Linked DNA regions of Mus musculus: region 1 is linked to region 2. Evidence: chromatin contacts called from public Hi-C data. All regions are on one chromosome and are shown on one strand. Each heading gives the region's core, a stretch centred on a gene start, on an enhancer-like site or on the middle of the called end of the contact. The rest is flanking DNA. Distances are from core to core; before and after follow the strand shown. Region 1 has its middle 61 kb from the start of Gm46937. Region 2 overlaps Clnk (cytokine-dependent hematopoietic cell linker).

What was found. A called contact is a pair of places that touch in the nucleus more often than the background predicts.
Region 1: a contact with region 2 is called in a Hi-C map of olfactory sensory neurons, with 3 times the contacts expected there. The contact joins two enhancer-like sites. A contact is called at or near these places in 8 of 484 Hi-C or Micro-C datasets (the Ba/F3 cell line, cerebral cortex, embryonic stem cells and 4 more).

The regions. Positions count from the first base shown.
Region 1 is chr5:39,140,421-39,145,903 of GRCm38.p6, reverse strand. No RefSeq gene overlaps it. Among named protein-coding and RNA genes, the nearest start is that of Gm46937, 61 kb to the right of the region's middle. Within about 2 kb of position 2,038, at least 18 of the 459 cell types and tissues checked have an H3K27ac peak or open chromatin away from gene starts, as enhancers often do. A contact at or near this core is called in olfactory sensory neurons, where this site is marked.
Region 2 is chr5:38,786,789-38,791,971 of GRCm38.p6, reverse strand. The region is part of intron 3 of Clnk (cytokine-dependent hematopoietic cell linker); the gene reads left to right. Among named protein-coding and RNA genes, the nearest start is that of Clnk, 87 kb to the left of the region's middle. Within about 2 kb of position 3,606, at least 27 of the 459 cell types and tissues checked have an H3K27ac peak or open chromatin away from gene starts, as enhancers often do. A contact at or near this core is called in olfactory sensory neurons, where this site is marked.

The DNA.
Region 1 (5,483 bases), core at 789-3,288, 360 kb before region 2:
GAATGTTGCCACAGACACAGTCCTCATGACAAACACTGGCAGCAGCTACCAGGATTATGCATTGTTACGAACAAAAGCCCACAGACCTCAGAATAACAGGAAACCTTAGCCTCTGGTAAATCACAGAGCATGATGTAGAGGCAGGACATCTGGTCACAATACACACATTCTTTCCACTACATCTCAGTGACGTCTTTGAAATTTTGCAAGAACAGAAAATTCTGGGTTTTATAGAGATACATTTCACAAGCTTATTTGAGATTAATTCGGCTTTTAATAAACCCTATCTCTAATAAAAATAATGATGATTTCATGCAATCCCTTTGTGCTAGACATTATGCGCTGCACTTACCATAAATTGGCTCATTTACTTCTATTTAATCTGTCACCAAAATGCATCAGAAGAGTGCCATTATTGGACCTGGGTCCCCTTTAACAGATGAGGAAAATGAGACTTGGAGAAGTTGAGATGTGTGCAAAGTGAAATAGCAGTTAGTGAGTGACCCAGGAGTTGATCCTGAACACTTGGACTAATTAAAGCCCACACTACGTGAGCTGAAACATGGCTGAGCTGAGCTGCTGGAGCCTCTGCCATGCGCAGGACCCAATTCCCACACTCACTCGCGGCACCTGTGGTCACACGACCTCTAAAATAAAGCTTAGCGCAAGAGCAACTGTACAGCCATGATAAATTTTCATATGCAAAACAGTGTGTTCAGAAATGAAAATTTATTTGGGATTAGTTTTACACAGGGTCAGAGTTCTTAAGGAAGTGCATAAAACTGCACTGCATACCAAATCTTTAAGAAGATAATTCATGCTAGCCTTAGAGAGGTTATTGAGAAAAATCACAGTGAATACACCCCACGACAAAGGTAATGCATAAATCATCATGGTCTTAAAGGCAGAGAGATATTATTCTAGAAAACTAGCCCATGCCCTTGACGGTGAGCTTCACACCAAGGCCGCTCTGGAAGTTGACAGACAAAATCTGAATATTAAAGAAAAGCAGGAGTTATTCTGGAAGGCCCATGGTTTATGGATGTGACTTTTTGTCTATCCCGAGTCCACAGTAACGGAGAGCATAAAATGGAACCCTTAGCCCTATTCTTCCACTATTACAATGACACAGGGGAGAACCTGTAGAGAGAATCAGTGGAGTGTGATATATTGTCTGACCTCAACCCCCACCCCACCCTTCTTGTAAACCATTCCCTTGTAGAACACTAGTGTGTGGGGTTTGCTTTCTCCGAGGATCTGTGCTGTAATATTTGAAGCATGGGGCAAAAGAGAGAAGGAAAACTGAACACATGCTACCGAGAGAGACGCCTAGAGGTGAGTCATGGCCAGGCATGTCCTACCAGGTGGAACCTTGTAAACAGGCTTTCATTGCACATGAGGTAAAGCACAACCCTCCTGAGAGACATTGTGAGCATCATAAAATCTAATCTCCTGCGACAAGGCTCAGGAGACCTGTGCTGCCTGTTCACGCAGCACTAAGGTACAGAGGCAACCTAGGTATGAGGCTATACCAGCTCTGCCTGACGTGGCATCTTTTCTCTCAGGCTGAATCAGCCGTTGGACATCGGTATAGAGAACAGAATCACCGTGAACCACTGATCTTTCAGAGAGGTGGACGAGGAGAGGCCGCAACAAGAACACAGAGAAGTGGTGGGCTACTTCTGCAGGCTTATAAGCTTTCGAGAGATGCTTTGCTCAGCCTGGGGGACTGGTCCTTTTGCTTGCTTTAGTTGGTATATTTTAAGCACAGTGGTAATTATCTCTCAGGGTTATTGTAAAGAAAATGAAAACATGAGATGCCTTTAACAAAGTTGATCTGTAAACTGAAAAGAACCGTGCAATTATTGGCTGTGTTGTGCATCCTTTAGATGTATGTAAAGACAAAAGCTGCCCACAAAATATGTAATTCCACGGAAAACAACATTTCCGTCTTGCAAGGACAAGCCAGCACCATGGAGGGTTCCAACAAGGGAAGAAGGGGTGTGGAAGTTGGTTTGGAAAGCTGACATTAGCCAGGCTCTGGCCTCAGGAGGATACAGTAAGCTGACATGTGAAGTATTTGGACGTGTGCCTGGTTGTAATGATGTCAGCAGAGGTTAGTTACAGTCGGCAAGCTCTTTAGCTTTCCTGGACATTTATTCCTTGGGTATGAAATATGGGCCAATGTGTCTTCTCCTTTGCAGGATACTGAGGGAGCACTAATTGATCATTGATGTTCCATATAAGAAGGGTCACAGAGTGTTAGAAATTTACTATCAGTGCTCTTTTTTTTTTCATTGAGATCTATGTTTTTATACAAGAATTGAAAGAAAAATGCATTTATATATACATATATATATCCATAAACACACACACACATATATATACTATATTATTTTAGCAACATGAAATTGGTGCCAAATTAGATGCTTAGCTTTGTGCTTATTTTAATTTTTAAACTACCTTTCTTTATAATGTATATGAAGTAGGCATACACAGAAGTAAAAGGGCAACTTGTAGTTACTCACCACATAGATCCCAGAAACTGAACTCAGGCCTCAGGCTGTCAGCAAGCACCTAGACCCCCTAAAGCCATCTCCCAGGCCCAGTGCTCCTTTTACAATGATGTGATCTATTTTAATAAATAAAATAAAAAGACTGTTTCCCAAAAGCCTGTGGGATGCTTCATGTGATCAGACAGAACCTCTAAGTACTCAGTCCTACGGGTCAGAAATTCAGGGGCTGGTACTAGCAATAGGGAAAGCAATCATGTTACACTCAGGAGAATTGCTAAGACTTAGCACATACACACAGCCTATGAAGCTACCCATGCAGCAGCCTGCACACTGCACAGTGCACGGGCCCTACTTCTACTTCTCCCAGTACTTTGCAACCATTGCTTTGAACCACAGCTAAAGGACTGAAACTCGGCCTTCATTCAGCACCTTGTGTGCAGTGCTCCAGGAGGCAACCCTTGACTGTGAGGATGACACAGGACCTGTCAGAGGACCTTGGCTGACATCTCTGCAAAGACTCTTATTTGGGGGTGTGCTTTTAAAAACTCCACTAACCATTATGAGCTTTCATTTAAGTTATTGTGATGACGATTGGAGCTTTCTCTGAGGTCTGAGTTAAAATATACCAAAACCAAGGTGCACCTACTAGGTACACCTGCACATAGTAGGAGCTTTGCCAACTTTCCCTCTGTCCTTGGCTTCCTCTGTGTCTTAGCTTTCATGATTCCACTAAAAAATACATTAAAACTGTTATAGTCCTACTAAAACCACTTAGATTTGCATAAATTTTAATACTTAAATTCTCCTGATATTTTAAATAGAACACTGAGAGAGCTGTAGCTTTGCTCTGAATAATCCTAAGGCTGCAGCTGAAACATGATTCAGTAACCAAGCTCTTAGAAATGCAGTTCATCAATGTTTCCTAAGGCGTGCCTTATGTAGAAGATGGCTGTCGTGAGATAGACACCTTTGTTTTCAATACTCTCAGGTTTTAATACGAACACCCGGAGCACAACAGCGTATGCCCCAATTGCATCCCAAGTACCAAGAAATGGCTCATGGCTTCCAGCCCACCCCCATCCCACCACACACCTTCTTTCTTCAGCATGAATGAAGGTAGGTGTGCGTCCACTCAGCGCCTAAACAAGATAATAACATGCCACAGGCAAGACATTCTGCTAAGTGCTGTGTGAAGAGAAATAAACAGCCCGGGAGAAAAGAGACACAGTCAGCTTGAGAGCGCATCAGAGTAGCTGTTTCAACATCAGAAAGGCTGGCGCTTCACCCCTTGCTTTCACTGTTTTTAGCTGAAGTCGGCAGCGGCTCCTTAAACCACTTTGTTTGGTTGCATGTGATGTATTAAGACATACATCTGCTCCTCAGATAAGGCACGTACATCCCACGCCGTCATACCCAGAAAGTAGTCAGCTTAAAATCTTTTCTCTTTGAAAACTTTTTGCATCTTTTTTTTTTATATTTATGTGTTGCCATTTTTTTTGCCTGCATCACATTGCTGTGTGCTCTTGGAGGTCAGATCAGGGCACTGAACTCCCTGAAATCACTGCTACGGATGGTTGTAAGTCAGCACACAGGTGCTGGAAACCGAATCTGGGTCCTGCACAAGAGCAGCAAGTGCTCCTTAGGTGCTGAGCCATCTCTCCCGCCACAGCGTCAGCTCTTAATCAGTCTAAGCACCAGTCAGCAGGGACTACTGTTAATAGTCCCATCTCTCCATCTTAGAAGCCTTAAGGATAGAATGCTCTGTGGTTAACCTGAAAAGAAGTTGTCAGATATTTCCTGTGAACAGCTCCACAGTCAACTGTTCAGACTGCGGCCCGACAGAAATGGATCAGGATGCCTTGGTCCCACTGATAGATGAAAGCTGCCACGGGCAATATGTAAACAAATGATCACAGTTGTTGGGAAAACTATAATACAGGAGGCAACCTATGGGATAGAGTCTGCTAACTTCTGCTCTGATGGAAAGGTGGGGGCATGTGATGAAATGATGGGTCCTCAGAAGCAGCACATGTACACAGAGGCAAGTCTAGTTCCGGTTTGAGCCTCATTGCCTCAACTTGGACTCTTCTGAGCATGCAGTCTGGGGCTGTAGGCCACTTTCTATGAAAGGAAATGCAGAACACCAAAGCATTGGGGTTCCACAACCCTTGTAGCTCAATGCACTCTATTTTCATTGACTGAGAAGAGAATAAGCATGCTAGCTGTATGTTTTGATGCACATGGGTTGCAGTGAGAACTCTGAAAGCACAGCCAACTTGTCAGGCAGTGACTCACTTAACGGGGGAAGCTAAGATACGGGTACCATTTAGGATAATGTCACTCTTTCCGACTCTCTCCTAGGTATAGAGTCTCAAACAAGAGAAGCAGAATGATGGGTAAGGAGGTCGAATTGGCCTCCTGAAAAAAAATCAACTATGAGAGTTGACACAAACAGTAAAGTTATATAGGAAAAAAATGGTCAAGCCATCCCTACATCATTGTAAATTCAAAGATCGGTACTTAAAGCAGACTTGGTACTGAGAAACATTGCTTGCTGTCGGTTATTTAGCCAAACTAAGCCCAGTAGATTTGGTATAAAGGAAGGTCACTCAATTGTGCTATTTTAAAATTCGTGCTTTTGTTTTGCTCTTCTGTGACTGTTTCCATGTTCTTCCTCCTGTCGTGTACAGTGTCACATTATCAGGCAGAACCTGATAATGTGACCCTCCCCCCATCAACAGATCTGTCCTCTTGAGAACCTTGAACAAACATTATGTTTTACCTCTCAGCATCTACTCCCCTCCTTGCTGCAAGGGGACTTCAGTTCTTCCTCTGCTTCTTTATTCGTTCCATGGAACTTTGTCCAGGCTGTCCATTGGTGTGTTCTATAAATCACACTTGCCCTCATTCCAGGAATGGTAACTGATGAGCATGCTCAGAAAGACAGAAGTGTGTGGAGTCTGTCAG
Region 2 (5,183 bases), core at 2,357-4,856:
TGGAACTCAGAAAGGTACTTTCTCAGACTCTGAGATCCTGTGAGAAGTGCAAGCATTGAGGGACAGTCCCCTGTGTTTACATCAGCCCTCCTGTGACTCGGATGCACACTCAGGTTCAAGAACCTCAGTTTTACTGCTCGAGCCTTAGAGCCCAAGTGAGAGGCTTCTGGTCTCATCCCTGTGCTTTCATTATGGCTGAACAGCATCAAATGGATGAAAGGAAGAGGATATCATGAAGGACGTCAGTGGCTCTCCTACTACAATCATTTCTGACTCTTACGTGGGCCTTCTTAAGGAATGAACAAAACACAGCTCTGGCCAAGAAGATGCTTGATCTGTGCTGGGGTGGGAGGGTTGGGGATGCAAAAACAGAAAGGCAATAAGTCCTGTACATGGCAGAAGAGAAGCTGGCTCTGTAGGGACCCAAGGAAATAGGATCTTTTGGTCAACTGAAGGTCTAGCCAAATCCAGACTCCAGTCAGTAGCAGACCCAACACTCTGATCTCTGTCTTTGCTTTCCACAAAGCAATTTCCCTTTCCTGCTCCAAACCTGTTCTCCAGGGAACAAGTGGCAGATGGCTGTGACATCTCAATACCCTGAAAGGGCAGTCCTCAGCCTTAGTAGTCAAGGACACCTACTGCTATGCCCCTGAGACATGTAAGAACGGGAGTTGGCTAGCACTGTTGCCTGGCTGCTCTTCCAGACTCAGGTTTTGCCTTGCCAAACACAGCCGCTCTGGGACTTCACAGCACTGGTGAGGGTCATTTACTGTATCCACTCCATGGTACAGAAAATAGGGTAAGCTTCCAAGTGACCCAACACACTCTCTGAGGATGCAAGCATCCACTGGGTTGTCTGTCACCTTTTGTCTTAGCCACACAACAAGCTCTTAGTAGTAGGTGCCAGGATAAGCATCCGATGAAAGGGACCAAGGAAATGTAAGGTGAAAGTCAAGTCATGACAGCGTTGTAGTGCTGAAAACCCCGGTTATTGGACACATCACTGTGCCCAGAGCCATTTTCAGTGTCAAGTGTATACTGGATACATTTGAGTGGATGGCAGAGAGAACTCTAACCTGGGTACAAGGAAAGAGGGGATTGGGAATGCGAGGCAGAGACCAAGCAGAGAAGATCAAAAAGAGGTGAAGAGGATTTCCAATTCTTCAGACAACTGAGGCAGTGTCCCAGCTAAAATGGGTGTGACAAGCCATCCTGCTGTCTGACTTGCCTGCGGTAGCACCCATCCAGGTGACCAGCTCCATCGTCAGTTTTGAGTCTTTGTCAGAAGCATTCTCTGCTAATGTGAAGAGGACCGTAGCACTCAAGAACATGCTGTCTGTCCTCAGAAGTTCATCAATATAAGTAGCATGTAAATAATCGCATGTAGCTTTCTAACTTTGCGGAGATATATCACTAGAGCAAGAAGTTGCACACGAGCTGGAAGACAGGTGATCCAGATGGTTACTGGGGTAAGGGAAAGCTCAGGGAGATATGGGTGGTACCATATGTGAGGACTTCTCAAGCCATTTTCCCCAAACAGTGTTCACAGGAATTAATCAAATAAAAGCATTCTGGACTTCAATAGTGTAGAGTATATGTGTATCAGAATAGCCACAGATGTGTATAGTTGGTATGTCCAAAAGAGGAAGATTCTAGAAACTCACCATGGAAGTTTGAAAAAACAGCAGGGCCATTTGTTCACTTATCAAATAGAAAGCTGATACGATTTCACCTTGACTAAATTTCACTAGTTTCCAAGGACCATGGGACCCTCCCCAGTCTCCACTATTGTGAAAATGTAGACCTTCCCCACTCCGAGGGAATTGGTGTAGAAGACTACTACTATGTTTGGATAGTCTATTAGCCTCGTTGTGATAGGACGTGGCTGCAAAGCATTTCCAAGCCTACATCTTCATGGGATGCCTCGTACCCATGAGCATGTGAGCATGGCTTGCATCCTCTCACCCATTTACTCAGTCCTGCTCATTCACCAATATGCCTGTACTTACAGACCAAGCTCTAGGCCCCAGACGAGGTGCCCATCTCCTCTTAGGGACCACTATAGTTAGTCTGAGAATTCAAGATGGGCTCTGTTCCAGTTGTATGGTTGAATTCAGTCAAACAAGGGTGGTGTGTACATCCAGGAAATACAGGAGATTTTTGTGGTCCCTTGAGAAATAAGAAAGGCACTTGCACCCACCGTTATGCTCTTCCCCCATCCCCCAAGACCATTGGACATCCCAGCTGGCCCATTTCCAACCACTCTGTGTGTTCCTAGATTACCTTACTGAGACACAGTTTTGCACATCTTTGCCACGCCAAACTTTCCACTGTACACCTCCAGTCACACCAGCCCGCTGAGTCCTCCAGGTTCTCCACCCTCTGACTATTCCGTGTGTATCCAAACCTTAGGCCCGTAGTTCTCCAGTGAGAACTTCCTCCTCTAAACAGGGTTCACCAGTCTGGGTGTGGAGCACCTTTGGCTCCAGAGGGAATCAATCGTCTCGTCACCCACCTGCAAATTGAAGGAGTTGCTAACATCTCTAATTCACCATCTGGCACAAGTGTTCTATGAGAGTCCGAGGGTGGAGACAAAGACACTGTTCCTCAGGACAGTCTGTGTGCGTCCCAATGCAGACATTCAAATTAAGGGGAGGGGGGGAGGACTGAACTCAGAAATTGTGTTCTCTTTCACTTCTCTTTATATTTAAAATGAGTTTAGTACTTTCTAACCACATCAGCTGTCTTTCAAAAGCTACAGAATCTTATTCCAGAGTAACCTTCCAATTTTGCGAAGAGAGGTTAAATAAGATGTAGACTTAGAACCAGTAGCGCTTGGAAGCTTGGGTGATGAAAAAAGGCTGGTGATGTAAGATCACATGAATCACTTCCCTCAGGGTTTGCTACCAAATTCCAGGGAGCAATGAGTTATTAGTCTCTACTCCAGGAGTTCAACCCTGGAGACATGGCTCAGCCCCATCTCTACGGGACCCAGAGAGCACACCCGTGTTCCCATGGATAGGAGTACACTGTATCCTCACATCCAGTGCGCCAGGCTGCAGGAGAAGTGGGGGAGGGGAGTGTTTGTTTTAGTATTCTTTAAAAATTAAAGCTCATTAAATGCATTCAATTATTTAAAAGAATTAAAAATTAAAAATAATTCCAGATTTAAAATTGATTTGTAATAAGCTTTCATATCAGAAAACCACAGACGTGTGAGGATCAAATCTTGATCATCCTATAGTTTTCAAAGTTGCCTGCCACCGTGATGACACCTGCCACACACGCAGGAAGTGCAGAGGAAGGAAAAACCTGCTTCCTTCAGGCCCAGATGTGAAGGGGAGTCTATAGCTGGAGAATGAGGGCAGAGGATGCTGCCAGTCTTGTGCTCTTTCCAGCTGTGGTCCATTTGCACATGGTTATGTTGTTGATGCTGTTGACAAAAGGAAGCCAGAATACATCTTGTGATTCCCTGGCAAGGGGCAGCTTGCTAACATGCTGCCCTCGCTGGAGCCCAGGCAGAGCATATCAAATCCCCACAAAGTCAGCTAGCAGCGTCTTTCATTCGTCACCGTCGGCTGTCAGGCTGCAAAGAGCATTAACACGGGAGCCTTTCCAGAGAGCTCGGCAGCTGCTAGTGTCAGGATGATGTCCACACTCCATCCAGACAGACCCACAATGCCCAGCCTCCTTCTTCTTCTATCTCCGGCAACAGTGCCAGCCTCCCCACCCCCAACCCATTTTTCCAGCTCTCTGGATCATAGCATCAGGCTCAGCTGGAATAACGGCCCCCTTCCCTGTTTTGCTGAGACTTCCTCTGCTAATTCACATGCTTGCATTGACGCACAGAGAGCCACTAGGGTGCAGAATCCCCCGAGGACATGACATATGAATACCCGACTATCTTGTGGAGCCCCACCCAGAGTGAAGCAGATCAGCCACTTTCAGACAGCCTTGGCAATGGGGAGGATGCTTCCAGATGCACAGCCCTTCTGCAAGCTGTGTCGCTGCTCTAGGCTTGGGAATAACATGAAACTCGGGGTGGAAACCTGACTCTGGCAGTAGTTTGTTGTGCCACTCTAGGCGGGTTAAGTTTTAGTTACATCTGCTGAGTGGAAGAGATCTCATTGGCTTAAAACCTATGGCAGAAACCGGTATCTACTGCCTCCAAACATGTTCTCCCATCTCTGTGTGTAACTATTACTTGGTATGACATAAAAACCCATAACATGAGATCAGCTCTCAAACATTCGAGCTGTGCACACAGCTCTGTTAATTATGCACATGCTGCAGCTACTAAACCTTACCCCTAAGACCTATTTTCTTGTAAAAACCAAAACACTGTACCCTTAAATGCTCCACCCTCCTCCTGCCCCCGGGCAGCCACCCTTCCTTTCTCTGTCATCAGAACAGCAGTGCTGGATAGCACTAGGCTCTTCACAGCACCTGCGTAGTAACACCTATGGCTTTCTGGAAGTCAAAAGGAAAAGTGGGGACTGGGCTGTTACCTATCTGTAGTCCCAGCACTTGGGGGGCTGAAACAGGAGATGGGGAGTTCAAAGCAAGGCCAACTGGACCATAGAGAGAACTTGTCTCAAAAAAAATCTATTAAATGATCAATCCATAAATCTAAACTTAAAAAAAATGCATTCGAGGGAAAAGAGAAATTGAGAAGATAAGTGTAAGTGTGCTAACCTGTGCTGAAAAGATTGCTCAGTGCCCAGGCAGACAGGCAGACAGGTAGACAGATGAGCAATGTTTTTTTGTCATCTTTTGTTCACTTGTGTACCAAAAGGCCTCATCCCAGAGTCCAGGGAGAGAAAGAACACTACCGTGGCTCAGGTCTCAACTCTCCTGCCTAGCATTCCATTCTAAGATCCTGGGGAGGCCAAAGGCAGAAGGCAGTGGGTGTTGAGAGTCCTCCCTGGTTCCTGCAGAAGACTTTGCCTTTGGCACAGAAGTTCTTACCTACATCTGGCCCACTTTAGAATCCCAGCCTGGAGTCAGTCCCTTGGATATTTGCTCCATTCCTAATGAACTCACTGGCCACGGTCGTAGAAACTCCTTCTATATTGCACATGTCATAAGTTACATATCTGGACGCCATGATCTCCGGTGGGGGTGCGGGGAGAGGTCATGTATCTAGGGTGGACAGGAGTGTGTTAGCAGGCTCCACATACAGA